Regions from separate parts of the Capra hircus genome. Here region 2 is linked to region 1. Evidence: chromatin contacts called from public Hi-C data. All regions are on one chromosome and are shown on one strand. Each heading gives the region's core, a stretch centred on a gene start, on an enhancer-like site or on the middle of the called end of the contact. The rest is flanking DNA. Distances are from core to core; before and after follow the strand shown.

Region 1 (3,441 bases), core at 386-2,885:
GGGTCACAGTCTGATACAACTGAGTCACTGAATGACTAAACAACAACAATGATTCTGCTGGTGGTGGATTGACTGGAAGATCAGCTGTACCTGTTTTTAAAAATACTTTTAAATGAGGTCTGGCTTTATGAATAAAGAATATCTGGGAGAAAAGCGGAATAGCAGCTGAGGCAGATAAAAGTAAAGAGTGTCTGATAAGGCAGGCCTCTGTTTATCTCCAAGAGAGAGGGGCTGGAGGTGCTTAGCATTCTCCTTGCAGCTGTCACTGACCCCAGAGAGCTAGGCCTCGGCTCTGCTAGCCAGCCTTGGCCAACACTCAGAATTCAGATCTCCTAGTGACAACTTTTCCTCCAATATTTTAAAAATGCTCACATGTCCTCACCTTTAAATAATCGAGAAACACTTTTAGGACAAAATCCTTTTGAAAGGTGTGAAGGCAGTCCTTCCATGCTTTCCTTTCCAAGTTTTCCCTCTTGATCTTTGTTACCCAAGATCCCACATTTTCCCCCCAGTCCCCCTGCCCCCAGCTGGGGAAGAGGACAGACAACTCCAAGTCCTGTTTAGAACTGTGCAAACCGTGCGCCAACTGTTGCAAAAAAACAAAAAAAAGTGACAAGACTCTCCGTTTATGCAAATATATTTGGCTCCGTGTCTAGGATCTTGCTTTTCAAACTGGAACCATAACCTACATTACAGGCACATGACTGCGATGCCCTGTGTTCGCCAACCCCAAAAGAAAGTCTGAAGGCAGAACAACTTCACCGACCTTACTGAAGACTCAACAAGTCCTACTGCACAGAAATGTCGCAAGGCGCATAATATACACCTGGCTCTATTAAAGAAACAACATATCGTGTGCTTTCAAGTCTTTTAATTCCTGAACTTGGGGATTCACGAATATTCACGCTTTAAAAAACTGTATGACATTTCCTCTCCAGATTCAAGGGGGACTCCAGAGATACGGAAATGAGCGCTCCAAACGCAGGTTCGCATTCATACTCTGCCACTAAAAGATTTAGTGTGACTCACTTCTGCTGAGTCTCAATAACCCATCCCCGAAATTAGTGCTCTCTCACTTTTCTCCAATACTTGGAACAACATAAAACTGTTCAGTAAATCTCCAGATACACTCAGGCAGCTCTCGTTGTTGTCTCCAGGGCCCCAGGAACTCCAATCCAGTGTTGTCTGCAGGTCCATCCCAGAGAATAAAGCACGTGACTCCATAAAGCCCCTTCATTCAGCGGCTCCGCGTCTACGAGTGCTCTGCGCAGTAAAAGCCTATACTCAGTCCAAACACCTTTTGTTCCTTCACCATCTAACCGCGCGCAGAGATCTAGAGGGCGGTGGGTGCCTGGGACCCCGTCAGCGCCAGCACACAGCCCAACGCGCGTCCAGCTGGGGGCGCCCGGCTCCCCTAGGCCAGCTGGGTGGAGGGTTGCGAGTCCAGGGAGCGGAGGCAGCCTCGGGAGCCCTCGCGCGCTCTGATTGGTTCTCGTGTCCTCGTGACTCCAAGGCCCGCCCCCGCCCCTCCTCCGCATCCGAGCCGGGGAGCGCTCGGTCTGGGACTGAATGGGCGCTAGCGCGGCGCTGGGGGCGGGCCGGGGCGCGGGGCCCGGGACTAGAGGCAGGCTGGCGCCCGCTCCCTAATATGCGAAAGAAGGCGGCGGGTGGCGCGGAGCGGCGTCCCCTGCAGCCGCGAACCGAGGCGGCGGCGGCGGCACCTGCCGGCCGAGGTACGTGGCGCAGCCCCCTCCTCGGCGTAGCGGGGCCCGCTGGCCGGGGGCGGCGGCGGCGATCGGTTCCTGCCCCCGCGTGGCTGGGCCCGGCGGCTCCGCCCCAGCCTCCTACGGGCAGCGCCCAGGGCACGGCTCCCCCAAATGCGCCTGGCGGGGGCGCGGGCTGGGCGTCGTGGCCTCGCGCGGAGCGGACCGGCTCGGTACGCCGCGGCCCGCGCAAGTGTGGACGCGGTGGAGACGGAGGGGTGAACGACCGGGATGTGCGCTCCAGGCGCGGTGTCCCTTTCCCTTCTGTGTTCCGCAGCGACTTGAGGTTTAATTCATTGCTCGAAGCTTCCGAGCTCATTTCCCCGGGACAGGATTGGGGGTCCCTCGGTGACTAGCAGCTCCGGCGACTGCCTTTCGCATCCATCGGGAAGGCGTGATGTGCAGTGTCTGCAGGTACAAATTCGCCAGTGACCTTTTGTGCCCACTCTGTGCGGCCAGCCCTGCGGAAGAGACACGTTTTGTGGTGACCTTTGGTGTTTCCTGAATTGTAAGGAGTAGCTTGACATGGGCGTGCATTCATATGCGCCTTTAGTGTGTTAAGTAATACAAGATTTTCTGAGAGCATCTTCGAATAGGAAGAAGCTAGGTTCTGCCCAACCCCACAAGAGGTGGGTGACCTTGGCCACGCTGATCCCCCTGTAAGACTCCATCTCCTGATCTGTAGTGGGAGGCTTGTCCTGCAGATGGCCAAGGTCCCTTTCAGGCCCCTGGTTCTGTGGTTCTGATGGCAAATGTGTTCGCCAATGAAGAGGGTCCTGCGGAATCACTAGCTCACTGGAAAGACACATTTTTTGTCTTCATGTCTTAGTTCATGCCTGTGGCCTTTGCTTCATTAAGTATCAGTCTGTTTAAAAAGGAAAATGGTTTTTACCTGCCAGCGTACATCTGCCCCTTTGGTTTACCTGCTCATCAGGCCAAGCATGGATCTGACTTTGGGATTACAAAGAGGAAGGAGATGTGGCTCCTGCCCTCTGGTGTTAAGCTGAGCCCTCCACTTGATAATCTGCTTCCACAGAAGAGAGGAACCTTGGGGAGGAATCCTGTCTGCTGAGTGAAGGGGCACAGAAGCAGAAACTGTCAGGATGAGTTGTGGTTTCACTCGCCTAATCCTGAAAGCTTGACAGGTTAGGAGAATGTCCTACATTTCTAGTTGTAGAGCCAGGAATCACCTGAATTCCAGCCAGGGCTTGGACGAGGAGAGACTGATGTAAACGGGCAGAGCCCTGTGACCAGAGTATAGTGAACCGCTTCATAGGTCTGTCTGGTGTCTGAGGGACGCTATTTCTGTGAGATGAAATGAATCTTGGTTATGATTAGTTGTTGGGTCTTCCTCTAGGCGAGAAAAAAAAATGGGTGAGGTGAGAAGGCATGAAGGTGTTTGTGGAAGAGAGAGGGAGAGGGCTGACAGGCATCAGTGATAAACATGCACATTAATGACTGCCTATTTTGAAAATGCTTATAATTTTGGCTTAAACTGCCAGATTGTTTCATATTACCATGATAGGTTACTATTGAATTTTTTGGAATTAACTTACTAGTTTTTATTGGAATATAGTTGGTTTACAATGTCATGTTAGTTTCTGCTGTAAAGCCAAGTGAATCAGTTATATATAAATATGTGTTTGTTGTTGTTTAGTCACTAAGTCGTATTCGACTC
Region 2 (3,441 bases), core at 525-3,024, 71 kb after region 1:
ATGGAGGTGGGTTGGGTGGGGAACCCTGAAACAGAAAGGATGCGAAAAACCAAGAAAGGTGATTTCACTGCTGATAAGACTGAAAAGTAGGTGGTGCTGGAGAGCTGGGCCTGGTGAGTAGCTCGGCCCTGCTGTACCCCTTGCACATGACATGCATGACACCCCTGTATGCTTTGGGACAAACTACATCCTTTTCTGGGTTTCTCATCTGTTAAAGATGTTCAGGCTGGATTTAGAAAAGGCAGAGGAGCCAGAGAGCAAATTGCCAACATCCACTGGATCATAGAAAAAGCAAGAGAACTTCAGAAAAACATCTACCTCTGCTTCATTGATTATGCTAAAGACTTTAGACTGTATGGATCACAACACACTGTGGAAAATTCTTAAATAGATGGGAATACCAGACCACTTTACCTGCCTCCTGAGAAACCTGTGTGCAGGTCAAGAACCAACAATTAGAACCAGACATGGAACAATGGACTGGTTCCAAATTGGAAAAGGAGTATGTCAAGGCTGCATATTGTCACCCTGCTTATTTAACTTCTATGCAGAGTACATCATGCGAAATGTCAGTCTGGATGAAGCATAAGCTGGAATCAAGATTGCTGGGAGAAATATCAATAACTTCAGATATGCAGATGACACCACCCCAATGGCAGAATGCGAAGAGAAACTGAAGAGTCTCTTGATGAGAGTGAAAGAGGAGAGTGAAAAATCTGGCTTAAAACTCAACACTCAAAAAACTAAAATCATGGAATCTGGTCCCATCATTTCATGGCAAATAGATGGGGAAACAACGGAAACAGTGACAGACTTTATTTTCTTGGGCTCCAAAATCACTGCAGATGGTGACTGCAGTCATGAAATTAAAAGACGCATGCTCCTTAGAAGAAAAGCTATGACCAACCTAGACAGCATATTAAAAAGCAGAAACATTGATGGCAAAGGTCTGTCTAGTCAAAGCTATGGTTTTTCCAGTCGTCATGTATGGATGTGAGAATTGGACCATAAAGAAGGCTGAGCACCGAAGAATGGATGCTTTTGAACGGTGGTGTTGGAGAAGACTCTTGAGAGTTCCTTGTCCTGCAAGGAGATCCAGCAGTCAATCCTAAAGGAAATCAGTCCTGAATATTCACTGGAAGGACTGATGCTGAATCTGAAGCTCCAATACTTTGGCCACCTGACGCGACGAACTGACTCACTGGAAAAGACCCTGATGCTGGGAATGACTGAAGGCAGGAGAAGGGGACAACAGAGGATGAGATGTTTGGATGGCATCACCGACTTGATGGACACGAGTTTGAGCAAGCTCCGGGAACTGGTGATGGACAGGGAAGCCTGACGTGCTGAGCAACTGAACAACAAAAAAAGAGGGCATGGGGAGAGAGGGTTGTGGGGAGGGCAACACAAATTAATTTCCCTTTGAAAGTGTTAGTCGCTCAGTCATGTCCAATGCTTTGCGACTCCATGGACTGTAGCCTGGAAGAAATTGTGGGTGCTTGCTCAGTTGCGTCCGACTCTTTGTGACACCATGGATGGTAGCCTCCCAGGCTCCTCTGTCCATGGAATTTTTCAGTTAAGAATACTGGAATGGGTTTCCATTTTCCTTCTTCAGGGGATCTTCTCAATCCAGGGCTTGAACTTGTGTCTCCTGCCTTGGCAGGCGGATTCTTTACCACTGCACCACCTTGGAAGCGCAGTAGGGAGAAAATCCCAACACTAAAAGGAGTGGCTGTTAGAATGGACCACAGCGCCACCTCGCCACCTTGTGTCTATATGGTGTATGGCAGCTCTCAGAGCACAGGGCTTCCAGAGCAGGGAGTCCGCCCCTTTCCGGTGCAGGTCAGGCCTCCTCTTCAGCTGAGGTTACTTCCCTCCTTCCTGGTTGGCCCCTTTCCTGTGCGGGTCAGGCCTCCTCTTCAGCTGAAGTTACTTCCCTCCTTCCTGCTCTATCTCTGACCACTTCTTGGGTTCACCTTCCCCCCTCCAAGTCTCTGCTCTTGATCTTCTCTTCTTTTCCCCTTCGATTGTAATCTCTTCCTGAGAAATCATCCACTCTCACAGGTCACCCTGGCTCTCTTTTCTCCCACACCCAGGTCTGCAGTGGGGCCTCCCCCTCAAGTCTTCAGAGCCACAGCCTAGCCTGTCCGTCTCCTGCAGGACATTGCCTCCTCCCCAGCTAGCCTGGATCTCAGACTCCAAATGCAGAAAATTCTAGGGCTCTTCCACTAAACGACTCAGTTTAGGCAACTGATAGGCAACATCTCGCAGGTAACAAATTCCTGGTGGCTCCGATGGTAAAGAATCTGCCTCCAATGCAAGAAACCTGGGTTCAATCCCTGGATCGGGACGATCCCCTGGAGAAGGGAACGGCAACCCATTCCAGTATTCTTGCCTGGGAAATTCCATGGACAGAGGAGCCTGGTGGGCTACAGTCCATGGGGTCACAAAAGAGTCAGACACGACTTAGCAACTAAACAGCAACATTTGTAGCATTATCTAATATTATCTAATAGGGAAGTGTGCTACTCAAGATCATGATCTTATAATGCTTAGCCAAAAGTAGCAGAGACCTTTGACCTATGACAAAGCAATTTCAATCCTGGGTACATAATTTAATTGCTGATAAATTCTCACACAGGTCTAAAAAGGAAACGTATAAAAATATGTATCATAGCATGTTGGTGGATGCAATCTAGGTGTCCACCCTGGAGGAGCAGATGGGTCCAGCGTGGCCCATGTACACCCCATGAAGTACGACATAGCAGTTAGAGGCAACCGGACCTGCTGTAGATGCTACAAGATGGATCTAACTTCAAATCAAAGAGCTGAGCATAAAAAGCAAAGAACAGAATGAGACCTTTGTCAGTCCAATGGGCGAAATGGAAAGCACTGGAAATATTTTAAACAGAGAGGCTTGAACACAAAGCCTTAGTGATAAAGGGGTTGGATTGCTATAGGAACAAAGTGGAGGTTAAAGCTACTTACAGATTCATGCCTGCAGGAAGCAAAGAGCAACAGTGTTACAAGAACCACCACCACTGCTCCCTGCCGAGCTGCTCCCAGTAGCCCCCTCCCCCACCCCACAAAAGGCTTTTCCCATCTTCCCCCTCCAGTTTCCCTCCATTGCCTCCCATCATCACCAGAACCTCACAGGTAGAAAGGCAGGAGAGTCAGGGACTCTCCAGGTTTTTGGATTTCCAGACCCTGCAGTGGAGATGACGGTCTAGACAAGCAATCAGGAGCCAATGCACGTGACCCAGCATAGCCCACCTCTTTGCACCTCAGCATCCATGATTGATTGATTTAGTTCCTAAGTCATGTCCGACTCTTGTGACTTCATGGACTTTAGCCTGCCAGGCTCCTCTATCCATGGGATTTCCCAGGCAAGAATACTGGAGTTGGTTGCCATTTCCTTCTCCAGGGGATCTTCCCGACCCA

The links. A called contact is a pair of places that touch in the nucleus more often than the background predicts.
Region 2: a Hi-C map of blood shows a contact between it and region 1, with 4 times the contacts expected there. The contact joins the enhancer-like site here to the promoter of ST3GAL5 in region 1. A contact is called at or near these places in 2 of 5 Hi-C or Micro-C datasets (both in blood).

What each region holds. Positions count from the first base shown.
Region 1 is chr11:48,573,420-48,576,860 of ARS1.2, forward strand. It overlaps ST3GAL5 (ST3 beta-galactoside alpha-2,3-sialyltransferase 5), which reads left to right and starts at 1,636. Exons shown (of 7, transcript NM_001314180.1): 1 at 1,636-1,733. The coding sequence starts at 1,649.
Region 2 is chr11:48,644,092-48,647,532 of ARS1.2, forward strand. No RefSeq gene overlaps it. Among named protein-coding and RNA genes, the nearest start is that of ST3GAL5, 71 kb to the left of the region's middle. Within about 2 kb of position 1,775, at least 1 of the 5 cell types and tissues checked has an H3K27ac peak or open chromatin away from gene starts, as enhancers often do.